4 separate regions of the Zea mays genome follow, and all the other regions are linked to region 4. Evidence: chromatin contacts called from public Hi-C data. All regions are on one chromosome and are shown on one strand. Each heading gives the region's core, a stretch centred on a gene start, on an enhancer-like site or on the middle of the called end of the contact. The rest is flanking DNA. Distances are from core to core; before and after follow the strand shown.

Region 1 (2,700 bases), core at 52-2,551, 160 kb after region 4:
CAACGCATGCAAGCTTTTCGGCATGTAGGGATGTCTACAACAGATTAGGTATATAATCGTGTAAAATATTATTTTGTACTATATATAACCTATATTAATTGGTTAGAGTGAAGTTTGAAATATATGATTTAGAGAGTAAAGTTTGAAAATAGATGATGAGATTATGGTAAGCTGCTTCCTAACGCGCGTCTACGTATATACATGGCATGCGTCTAGCTAGCTGCCATCGTTATTCATTCCGGTCACATGCAAGTGTGAACTCAATGCAATAATGCAAGGATGTTTATGAATGGTGCTAGGAATTGAGCCGGGTCGGTCTAGCTTGACTCGGGTCCATCGTGCTTTGGATCAAATTAAATAGGCTAAGGCCAAAAAGATTAAAAAATTGGTCATCCCGAAGTATAGAATTAGTGGTCTAGTCCAGTCCCAAAACATGTCGTGATTTTGTTGGACCGTGTTAGTCCAAACTCGACCTGTATATTTGAACCACATAAAATCCAAATATTACAATCACACAAAGTCCATAACTTACTAAATTAAAGATATTAAACAATATAAGCAACAATAGACAACATAAAGTCCAAATATTATAACCACAATAAACCTATACCTTACTAAATTAATGAATTTAAACAATATAGGCTTTGCTTCATTGGGCGATGTCGGTCCAACCACGGCGCATGCATGTGTGTGCCGCGCTGGGACTCGATGGGCCCGAATTTAAGGTCTAGTCTAGGCCTGCCTTTGGACCTTGTTAGACCACACCATATTATTTCGTGTCGGCCATACTTTGAACTCTTGTTTTTGGGTGGTGCTCGTACTGGACCAAAAAGCTCGGCCCATATTCTCATCACTATTTATGAATGGATATATACTCCTGTTCGGTGGTAGCTGGCTGGAACAAAAGAATTTCAGCCCTTGTATTTGTTGTGATCGAATTGAACACGCGGTACTGTATGCACGTACTAGTGTGTGTCACTAACTGACTGTACTAACGGCGGATCACTCTATTGCTTCCATCCAATTCGACGTTCCATCACTTTCGGTTCGTCCAGCGTAAAGAGCGTAACTCCAATGACTAATCTAGGCACATGGCCGGCTGGGACGGAGGAGACTCCAGCATTCACTTTCACTGGATATATATGTCGGTGTGCACAACTGCGCATGCGATTCATTGAGCCAGCACCAGCCGTACTCATTTTCTTCCTAGCCCGCGAGCGAGGGGGCACCGGGCACGTGGACACCCCTCTCGGTATCCGATCGATCCACGATATTTATCACCTCCAATCCACCTCGTAGTCGTATTCTGTATGCATCAGCCAGCAACCATCAGCAGCAGCAGCAGCAAAGAGTCAGCTAGACAGACGTGCCGGGGCTCAAGATGATGCTGGTCGCAGTACTGCCGTGGGCATCATCACCCGTGCCGCCGATGAAGCTTTGCAGCGGCAAGAGGACGGCGAGCGCGATGCCGCTGGCGGCCAAGAAGCGCTCTGCTTCGTCGGCACACCACCCAGGCCGCGGCCGTGCCCTAACGGCAGCGACGGCAACGGCGCCCGCCTCTTGCCATGACGACGAGCAGCGGCCGCGGCTGCAGACCCTGGACCTTCTGCGGTTCCTGGAGGAGGACGGGTGGGTGGAGGACCAGATGCTGTCGCTGCTCACCCCCGTGGACGAGGCATGGCAGCCCGCCGATCTCCTGCCCACCTTCGCTGTCGCCGCAGAGGAGCAGCGGGTCCAGGTGGCGGAGCTCCAGGCCCGCGCGGCGGGCGTGCCCGACGAGCTCCTCGTGTGCCTCGTGGGCAACATGATCACGGAGGAAGGGCTGCCCACGTACATGACCATGGGGAACCGGGTCGGCCCGGCGGAAGGCGTCACCGACGCCACCGGCCGCGACGGCCACGGCTGGGCTCGCTGGCTGCGCGGCTGGACCGCCGAGGAGAACCGCCACGGCGACCTGCTCAACCGCTACCTCTACCTGTGCGGCCGCGTGGACATGCGCCAGGTGGAGAGGACGGTGCACCACCTCCTCCGCCGCGGCATGAGCATGACGGAGCCCTCCTGCCCCTACCACGCGTCCATCTACGGCGCCTTCCAGGAGCGCGCCACCTTCGTCTCCCACGCCCGCACCGCCAGGCGCGCCGCGCTCCACGGCGACGCCTGTCTCGCCAAGCTCTGCGGGGTCATCGCCGGCGACGAGAAGCGCCACGAGGTCGCCTACACCAGGGTCGTCGCCAGGTGCTTCGAGGCCGACCCCGACGGAGTGGTGCGGGCGCTCGCGGCCGTCATGCGAGCCAAGGTCACCATGCCCGGCGAGCGAATGACGGACGGCCGCGACGACAGCCTCTTCGACCACTTCTCGGCGGTGGCGCAGCGCGCCGGGGTGTACACGGCGGCGGACTACGGCGACATGGTGGAGCACTTCGTGCGCACGTGGAGGGTGGCGGGGCTCCAGGGGCTGTCTGGCGAGGGGCGCCGCGCGCAAGACTACGTGTGCGGGCTGCCGCGCAAGATCCGCAGGATGGAGGAGCTGGCCCACGACCGTGCCGCCCAAAAAGAGGCCCAATCTGTCAGCATCAGCTGGGTGTTCGACAGGCCCGTCCGTCTGCACTGAAGGAAAGTTGAAGGACATACACCAATCCTCAACTGAAGCCCCAATCACTACTACTACTACTGGAGGCGTTGGAAATGCACCTTACTAGT
Region 2 (2,770 bases), core at 180-2,679, 190 kb after region 4:
TTGGTTTCTTCGACTCAACAGTTTTTCCTTCATTCTCAGCTTGGGCCCTCTTCAGAAGCCTCTCCTTCTTGGCAGCCTTGTCTTCAGGCCGGTACTTGAGAAGCATCTTAAACAGGTTCGTAGCTGCAAACATTTCAAGTCAGAGATTTGCAACACCATAATATACATTCTGAAAAATGAATAGGTAGGTTATAACGTTATAGAAAGAAAAGAGACAAGGCGAAAGAACAGAAATAAGGCATAATTCCAGTAGTGGCATAGTTCAAGCATAGCAGCCAGTTAACTTAAACGAGAACACATGAGTGCATTCAGTATCTATCAAAGCCCCTGACAGATAACATGGTAAATTGGTAACATATTTGTCTTATTGTCTATCAGTAAATGCATGTTCACTAAGTTTAGCAGGATGATGTTTGATCGTGTTTAAAAGTGAATATCAGAGGCATGATTAGACATGCTACTAGCCATTTTTATGTCACAATGTAAGACTAGATGAAAAGGTTCAGGCACACACTGATGAAAGGCCCCACTCTAATGGACCCTTGAAAAGCCTATTGCCCTAATTAAGGTAACCCAAATATGCAAGTGCCTAAATGGTAAGCATAATGCGATATGACCAAAATAATGAAAGACAATAGTAACTGGAACTTATGCATAATTGTATGCATCAATACAGTTCGTTGTTAACCTACTGTGCAACTAGAATAGCACAGATTTCCGCATCAAATCAAGAAGGTGATGATTTTACTGTTTATTAGCAACCTAGCACTCTTAAGTAAACGAGTGAGTGGTGTTCATACCGAGGTTCTTGTCGAGGGTGCGGGTGAACTGGTTGAGCGCCGGTGGTACCTTGAGGCGCTGCTTGAGGATGCGGCGCTGCCGCTGGATACGCACGACCTTGGGCCACTTGACGAACCGGTGCAGGTCCTTCTTGGGCGGCAACGCGCCGCCGATGCCGAACTGCTTCGGCCTCTTCTCGAATAGAGGGTTCGTCACTTTATCCTGCACCCAGACAAACCCAACAGTCAGACTACGCATTCCCACCATAGCGCCGCACACATATCGAGGAAGACCACGGGAAAGCACAATTTATACCGTCTTCTTCTTGGCCGGCACCGGCGCCCTGCCACCTCGCTTGGGGGCCTGCAGATTTGTAAGTCGAACTCTTATCTTAGCAAGTTACATGAACCATACACAGATTTTCAGCAAGTTTACATCTGAAAACTAGAGGAACATAAGCACGTGCCAACCAAGATCCACGAAACAATATTGAAAATAAATACCAAGAAGAGATTGGAATAGCGGGAAATCCAAAGCAAAAAAAGGAAGATCGGCGGCGAGATCGCACGCACCATTTCGCCGGAGGGGGGGCTTGGCGTTCCGAACGGGAGACGACGGCCACACGAGGCAGTGGGGAGGAGGCGGCGAGTGGCGCTTGGAAGCCGAGAGGTGGTTCTATAAAGGATGGCTCACGCCGAGGTGGACGCACCCTGGCCGTCGGATGCAAGGTGGAGAAGCAAGCGGAGCGTTCTCAGCCGTCCGGTTCCGGGATTAGGGTTTAGGCGATGCCACTTGGGCCGCCACGAGAGAAAGGTATTTGGGCCGTTTGTCGTATTGATGGTTTCTATTTGAACCCATTTCCTTAGCACTTCTCAGTTGAATCCCTCGCAGGTTTGAGCCCATTTGTTTGGGTGAAGGTTACCCTCTGTTTCTTCTAGTGAGCGTTCGAAAACTGGAGACGGAGACCTAAATCTAAATGAAATCACGATCAGCTCATACTTCATGAGTAGAATCGACGTGTTCTTTCGAGTACAGGTGATTGATATTTATGACTTGTTCATTGTGTCATTGATGACTCGTTCGGTTAGAGATAGATTGAGAGGATTAAATCTCGTCCAATCTCTTTTAATCCACCTAACCGAATAAGTCCTGAGAGGAATTAAATCTCATTCTATTCAAAATTGAATAAAAAGGGATTTAATTCTCTTAATCCCCTTTGATCCATCGCAACCGATCAAAGCCTTAGGCGGTTATTAGTTTGTGCCTCAAAATGTTGGCAGGTTGCTAGAGCTGTTTCCTACCACATTCATTTGAAGGTTTTTTTACTCCCTCTCTTTTTTGGCTTTCTGAATAGTTGCAAACACCCCTGCCCAATGCTTGAAGCCGCAAAACTTCATTTACTTAAATTTCACCGTTGAATATATTCAATTATGTATTGAACGGAGCCGCTATTTGTGTTTGTCAAAAATCCACCGAGTGTTGTCTACTTGTCTGCAAAACTGTACTTGTAGCCTCAAGTTAGCCGTGTCTGCTTCAGGCTTATCTATGACTTTGTGGTTCAATTACTACATCAACGGGTAGTTCGCCGAAAAAAAAAGGTCCATAGACAGATAGACAGTTATGTATTTTCACTCCATTAGAGTTGTAACTTAGAAGCAATATTGTTTCATTGTGCATGTTATGTCGTTCAAATTATCCTGTTTCTGAGGCTCCTTTGGCAAGGCTCCGGTTCATCAGAAAACAATTCCAACTCTAGCTTCTATGGTTCTTTGAATTCTCTATAAGAGTCGGAGCATTTTATAATTCGTTTGGCAAAACGGTTTCTCTTAAATTTATTTCCTGTATTAGAGGAATGAAGAAAGAACCGATAGAAGCCACATTTTTTATGCTCCGGCTTCCAACACAAAAACGGTCCTAGTTCCTCGAGGGCTCTCGACGAGAAGCCGTTTTTTTATCGTTTGTTAGTGTTCCACGATGAGCCATCTAAAGA
Region 3 (2,876 bases), core at 260-2,759, 240 kb before region 4:
CCGCTCACGCTTCCAGCGGCACCTTCCCCCACCAAGGCAAGCGTGGCTGCCCGTCCACCGCAAGGCGGCGCCCAAGCCGGCTGCGTCGTGTGCGGCTGGCTTCCAGAGTGCAAGTAAGCTGCATCCGCAGCGCTCCCAAGCCTCGGTGTTGTCGGGACGGAGGCACACGGTGTGGCGCGCGACGACATGAGCAAGATGCGGGAAGGTGAGAGAAAACAGAGAAAAGAGATACATAGGTTGACATGTGGGGTCCATATGCCAGTGCTAGGCTGTATGGTAAAACCACAACCCGTTTGGACCTAACTGAGACCCAAACAACGATTAAGGCTTTAAGAGACACACTTTGAAAGTTTATGGACCGAGATGACATAGCACGACAAGGACCGGAAATGTATTTTACTCAATATAAAAGTAAACCTAAATGTCAAGCCTACATCTCCCTTACCTACAATGATATGCTAATGAAATGCTCATCTGCCAAAACCAGAAGTTTGTTTAGCAACGAAGGTTACCCTACTTGTGCAGAAAGCAGAATCTAAAATATTATTCTATGATGACCTAGTCATCTGAATGAAAGAGCAAACATAGGACATAAAACTAGGGCTAGGAAGAATGAAGAATGAACCACATGCAACCCAGTGTGCTCAGCATTATTAAGTAAGCAAATTGATGAACAAAAGACCATACCACAGTAGCAAGCCAGTTAAGCATTCCCGTTCACAAAGAGGACGCTGAACTAACTAGCCATTAACGAAAAACGTATAAAACATATAGAATGTAAAGGTATTTCCCCCATAATTTTCGACACAATCCTCCACGCACCAAACCCTAGCTAAAAGAACCAGTGGCAGCACCAAATCCTGCTACGAATCCAGCCTTGTCACCCATATTTTAGCCCACGCCACACCAAAATTCACTCGTGCCTCCCAATCCACAAACCCTAAAGCCCAGATGGACAGATCGAAGCACGAGATCGGGTTCAGGGACTCACAGGTCGCAGATCTTAGAGTGGTCGCGCGTGAGGATGCTGTATCCGACAGAGAGGCGGGTGTCCGCCGCGACGACACAGTAATCGGCGCCGGCGATGGCCACGCAGGTCCTGCAGGACCAAACAGACCCTCGTTAGAGAACACATAGGATACGGCCAGCAGGCGAGGTGGGAAGGCCGCAGGGAGGCTACCCGCCGTTGTTCTCGTAGACCCAGTCGCCGCGCCTCGACATGGCAGTGGTCGGGGTGGGCTCGCTGCACGGGTTGCTAGTGGTGGAGCCACCGGAGTTAGAAACACGGGAAGTGGAGGAGCAGCTGACACCGCCTTTCGTTTTGTTTCTTCCACCTTGGTCCTTTCTGGGCTATGGTCCGTGGGTCCGTGGGCCGAGGTGGTCTGGGGTTCTCCTTCAAAATTTTAGCTCCTCCAGTTTTCGTCGAGAAAGCTATTCGATGATAAAGGAGTCTAGCTCTTTTTTCCGTCTCTCGTTCTCCTTTAATTAGCTATACGTTGAAAATAGAGTCTATCATATTTTTTATAACTCATTCGTCCTTCTTTAGCCAGCAAAGTGGTACTATCTAGGAACATTATGTTTGGTTTTATGTTGTATTGGGTTTTAATGGTTCTCACGGCCCATCTGTGTGTAACGACTCATATGTGGTGTAATGGTCCATTGGACAATTGTTAAGCGAGAAGTAGGAGAGAGGAATAACGCACGAAGCTGGTGCTTTAAAAGAGCAGAGACTAGTTAGTTGCTCGTACTTTACTACGATTTTTATATATCATATAAATAGTGTTGACATCTTTTGGAGGGCCAAATACCAATGAACCCTAGGGCCTCCACACGACGTGCAAAACCTTGGGGTAGGCTCTACGATGCAGCCTTGAACTCTACCTTTATTTCTGCTCCACAAGCCACCACCTACTTTGGGGTCAAACATCAATGAACCCTAGATCTCGCTCACGGGGAGTCGAGACCTTGGGGACCTTTTTGCGAGGTGTCGAACGGTTGGCAATAGGTCACCAGGTGAATGCAAGGCTAGTAAGGCATAATGAGAATAGGCAAACACGAAAAGCTTCTATGTTGGCCAATTTTCCAATTATGCTAGAAATTGGCCTACGTGTTCGAGAGTGCTTTTACTGCCCTCATCTGAGAATTTAGAGAAATCTGGAACACTAGTCTCTGGAGGGTATGGAACGGCGTCCCATCGAGGGTCATATGGCCTATTTACTTCCAAACTTCATCCATAGTGACCGATGGTAAGCCATCGGTCCTCGAGGCATGGGGCTTAGGTGGCCAGTTATCATTATGATGGCCTTTTGTACCAAGATGATGAAAGATGGCTTCCAATATAGGCCATGAGGCATACGGTACCGCATCCCGTTGTTGTGTGGTATGGGATGACCCTTTCTAGCTCCGCAAGGGCCAAAAAATATTTGGCCTCATGTGTGGTTGGTGGCATGTTGCGAATACATTGCGATGTAGGTGGGATAGAGTATGAAAATTGTGCCTTATGCGCAGTACTATGTTCTACGTATACATATCCGAATGGTCTGGCGTAAGGTGTCGGACGGTCCACAATGTGTTCGGATGGTTCGAGATCATACTCGGACTGTCTGGTCATACCTATAGTTGTGCACCGCATATCGATGGTGGTGGTGGTGGTGGTATACTACGTCTTTGATGCACCACAGGCGGGAAATAGTAGTGTTGTTGAGGTGGGTAGAAAATTGTGTGTTGTAAGCATCACCCTATTCTGTCTAGACGTACTTGCATGGTCTGGGCGGGGTGGCCGAACGATCTGCGAAGGGACCGAACGATCCGGGCTTATATCCGGGCTGTCCAGTTATGACGAGCATCGCCTGCGAGCCATGTGGGGGCTCGGTGTG
Region 4 (2,700 bases), core at 166-2,665:
TTGAAATACTGTAGTTTTGAGATACTTATAATTGTACATGACATAAATACTACGGTACTGTAAAACTACAGTATTGTTCAAAACCGAAATCTGTTTGGTTTATTGGAAAAACAAAGTATATGTAGAAAGAAAGAATAAGACTGGGGTCCTAAGTGGAGTTTCGAAAACTCCAAAAATACCACAGTTTTGGATACACCATGGTATTTAAAAATGAGTTTTTGACTGTTTAAATCAAACACCTTTTGAGCTCCAATATTATAGTATCATCAAACATTATAGTATTGTTTCAAAACTGCAAAAATACTACAATTCAAAACAGGGCCTCAAGCTGTTTCCAATTGCTATATACGTACTCCTATGTAGCAAATGGATCGATCCGTGGAACAATAACATGCATTTGCAGCTCCAGCTTTCTTCTGACTAGACATATTTCGAGGATTCGCCGCTGGAGATAGAAAAAAAAATCGAAATTACTTGCCTTTTGACGGATGCATGGATCAGACTAGCTACGTGACCAATATAGTAATCCGATTAACCATCACGTACGCACTATTTTAGCACAGTAGCCTCGCAATCATGCTGAACAGAAGTTTGATTTTTTTTCCCTCCTCCCTTAGGCCATGTTCGTTTGATCCCAAAACCATAGGGATTGAGGGGGATTGGAAGGGATTGGAGAGGATTTTGACTTGTAGGGGATTTAATCCCCCTCAATCCCTATGGATTGGCACAAAACGAAAAGGGCCTTAGGAGGAAAGTAACATTATTATATTTTCAAACAATCCAGCTTCCCAAACTATTGTAGCACAGTGCCTTCACATGCTCCTCAGTCACACACACATGACTACATGAGTGAGCTACCACACTGTTGTTTTTAAGTATAGAGAGAGAGAGAGAGAAAGAGAGAGAAAAAAACACTAGTCGCTCTACTGTAGCCCAGCCCTTGATGACACTCATTAAACCTTCCTCAGTCCTCTTCCCCCACTCAACCAACCTCGCTAACAAGAAGCCAAGAGAAGTAATGCCCACCCGTCTCCTCTGCTGCAAGCTAGCTAGGGAGGGCCGGCCAAAGCAAAGCACTGCAGGCGGCGGCGAAGACCCCCCGAACCAACCCCCCCTCCCCCCAATAATTGCGCGCAGCAGCACAAGGGTTCCATGCTGGTGTTAAAGGATGAACATGGCACCTGGCGCCCGCTGCGGGGCCCGTCGCCTTTAGAATCCCTGTCAGGGGATTGATGGTGGCCCTGATGAATGGCTACTGCAAGCAATGTTGCATTTCGCAGTGGAACGAAGAAAAACAAATCCATACAAAAAAATAGTTTTTGTTTTTGTTATCGTAATAATAGAATAGTGGAGTCGAGTGATTAGTATAAGATGGGCATGCATCCATCCACTGATCCACGCCCTCATCAGTTGAGGTCTGAAAGCTGAGCTGAGCTCTAGCTGATAGAGGTAGCCCTCCACACCACACCACTCGCAATCCACACAACTACACTGATACACCTGCGCTGCACTTGCCTCTGCGAGCACGTACTGGCTGTGGCTGTGCCTGGCCTCCTCTTCCTCGGTGGTGGTGGTGGTGGTGGTGCACTGGTGCTGGTCTTGCGCCTGCTTGTTCGGTTGTTCCTCACTTCCACTTCCACGGCTCCCCTCCCACCAAGCAGACTGCAGTAGCACATCCCCCTCCGCGCACCACTCGCTTCGACACCACCGGGCACCGCCCGGCATCTAGCTCTAGCGGCAGCTCATCTCCCTCCCTCTGGCTGGCTGTTTGTTTCTCTCTCTCTCTCCTCCCCATCAGGATAAGCTCAGCAGCCCCCCCTGCTGATCTGCGGCATTTGCCCTGTTCCCGTGCTCGATTTGTTCGCTTCTGTGCGCGCGCGGTGGTGCCCAGGCAATAACTCCCCTCGGTGTCTGGCTGGCTCGTTGCCACCCTCCCCGCGGCAGAGCGGCCTATAGGATGAGAGGGACAGGGGAACCCAACAAACCGGCCGCGGCACTGTCCTGGCCGTGAAAGACACGCACACAGAGCTCCAGCTCGGCCACGGGCACGGGCACGGGCACGGGCACGCGGCGCCTAGCTCTGCACTGGCCGACGGGGAAACGGTCGAGCTTGCTATCCATCGCCCGCGCCGTTCCCATTCATGGATTGGGATCTCAAGATGCCGGTTTCCTGGGACCTGCCCGACCTGGAGCACGACGCCGTGCCGCCGCCCATCGCCGCCGCCGCCTCCGCCGCGCCTTCCCCCGCGGCGGCGTCGGGCATTGCCGCCGCAGCTGCTGGGCCTCCCCCCGCGGCGGCACCGCGCGGGGCGCCGAGCCGGGCGGAGTGCTCCGTGGACCTCAAGCTCGGCGGGCTCGGCGAGTTCGGGGCTGCGGACGGGACGAAGGAGCCGGTAGTGGCAGCGGCCGCGGCCGCGGCCGCGGCGCCGCCGTCCGCTAGCCCGATGAAGCGCCCGCGCTCGGGGCCCGGTGGCGCCGCCGGGGCGCAGTGCCCGTCGTGCGCGGTGGACGGCTGCAAGGCCGACCTCAGCAAGTGTCGCGACTACCACCGCCGCCACAAGGTCTGCGAGGCGCACTCCAAGACGCCCGTCGTCGCCGTCGCCGGCCGCGAGATGCGCTTCTGCCAGCAGTGCAGCAGGTATATACGCCAACTCCAGTTCCAGGCCAAAGCCAATCCCATCCCTTCTCTTCTCTCAATTC

The links. A called contact is a pair of places that touch in the nucleus more often than the background predicts.
Region 1: a contact with region 4 is called in a Hi-C map of leaf, with 4 times the contacts expected there. The contact joins the promoter of LOC100284715 here to the promoter of LOC100217221 in region 4. A contact is called at or near these places in 4 of 25 Hi-C or Micro-C datasets (bundle sheath, ear, leaf and 1 more).
Region 2: a contact with region 4 is called in a Hi-C map of leaf, with 6 times the contacts expected there. The contact joins the promoter of LOC100282418 here to the promoter of LOC100217221 in region 4. A contact is called at or near these places in 4 of 25 Hi-C or Micro-C datasets (ear, leaf and tassel).
Region 3: a contact with region 4 is called in a Hi-C map of ear, with 1.7 times the contacts expected there. The contact joins the promoter of LOC103632974 here to the promoter of LOC100217221 in region 4. A contact is called at or near these places in 2 of 25 Hi-C or Micro-C datasets (ear and tassel).

The regions. Positions count from the first base shown.
Region 1 is chr7:143,065,419-143,068,118 of Zm-B73-REFERENCE-NAM-5.0, forward strand. It overlaps LOC100284715, which reads left to right and starts at 1,302. Exons shown (of 1, transcript NM_001157610.2): 1 at 1,302-2,700. The coding sequence starts at 1,367. The coding sequence ends at 2,611.
Region 2 is chr7:143,098,913-143,101,682 of Zm-B73-REFERENCE-NAM-5.0, forward strand. LOC100282418 (60S ribosomal protein L7a-1) reads right to left here and starts at 1,430. Exons shown (of 7, transcript NM_001155329.2): 1 at 1,353-1,430; 2 at 1,096-1,143; 3 at 801-1,002; 4 at 1-123. The coding sequence starts at 1,355.
Region 3 is chr7:142,666,621-142,669,496 of Zm-B73-REFERENCE-NAM-5.0, forward strand. LOC103632974 (proteasome subunit beta type-1) reads right to left here and starts at 1,510. Exons shown (of 7, transcript XM_008654675.2): 1 at 1,181-1,510; 2 at 992-1,099. The coding sequence starts at 1,221.
Region 4 is chr7:142,907,148-142,909,847 of Zm-B73-REFERENCE-NAM-5.0, forward strand. LOC100217221 (squamosa promoter-binding protein-like (SBP domain) transcription factor family protein) reads left to right here and starts at 1,416. Exons shown (of 3, transcript NM_001359706.1): 1 at 1,416-2,638. The coding sequence starts at 2,142.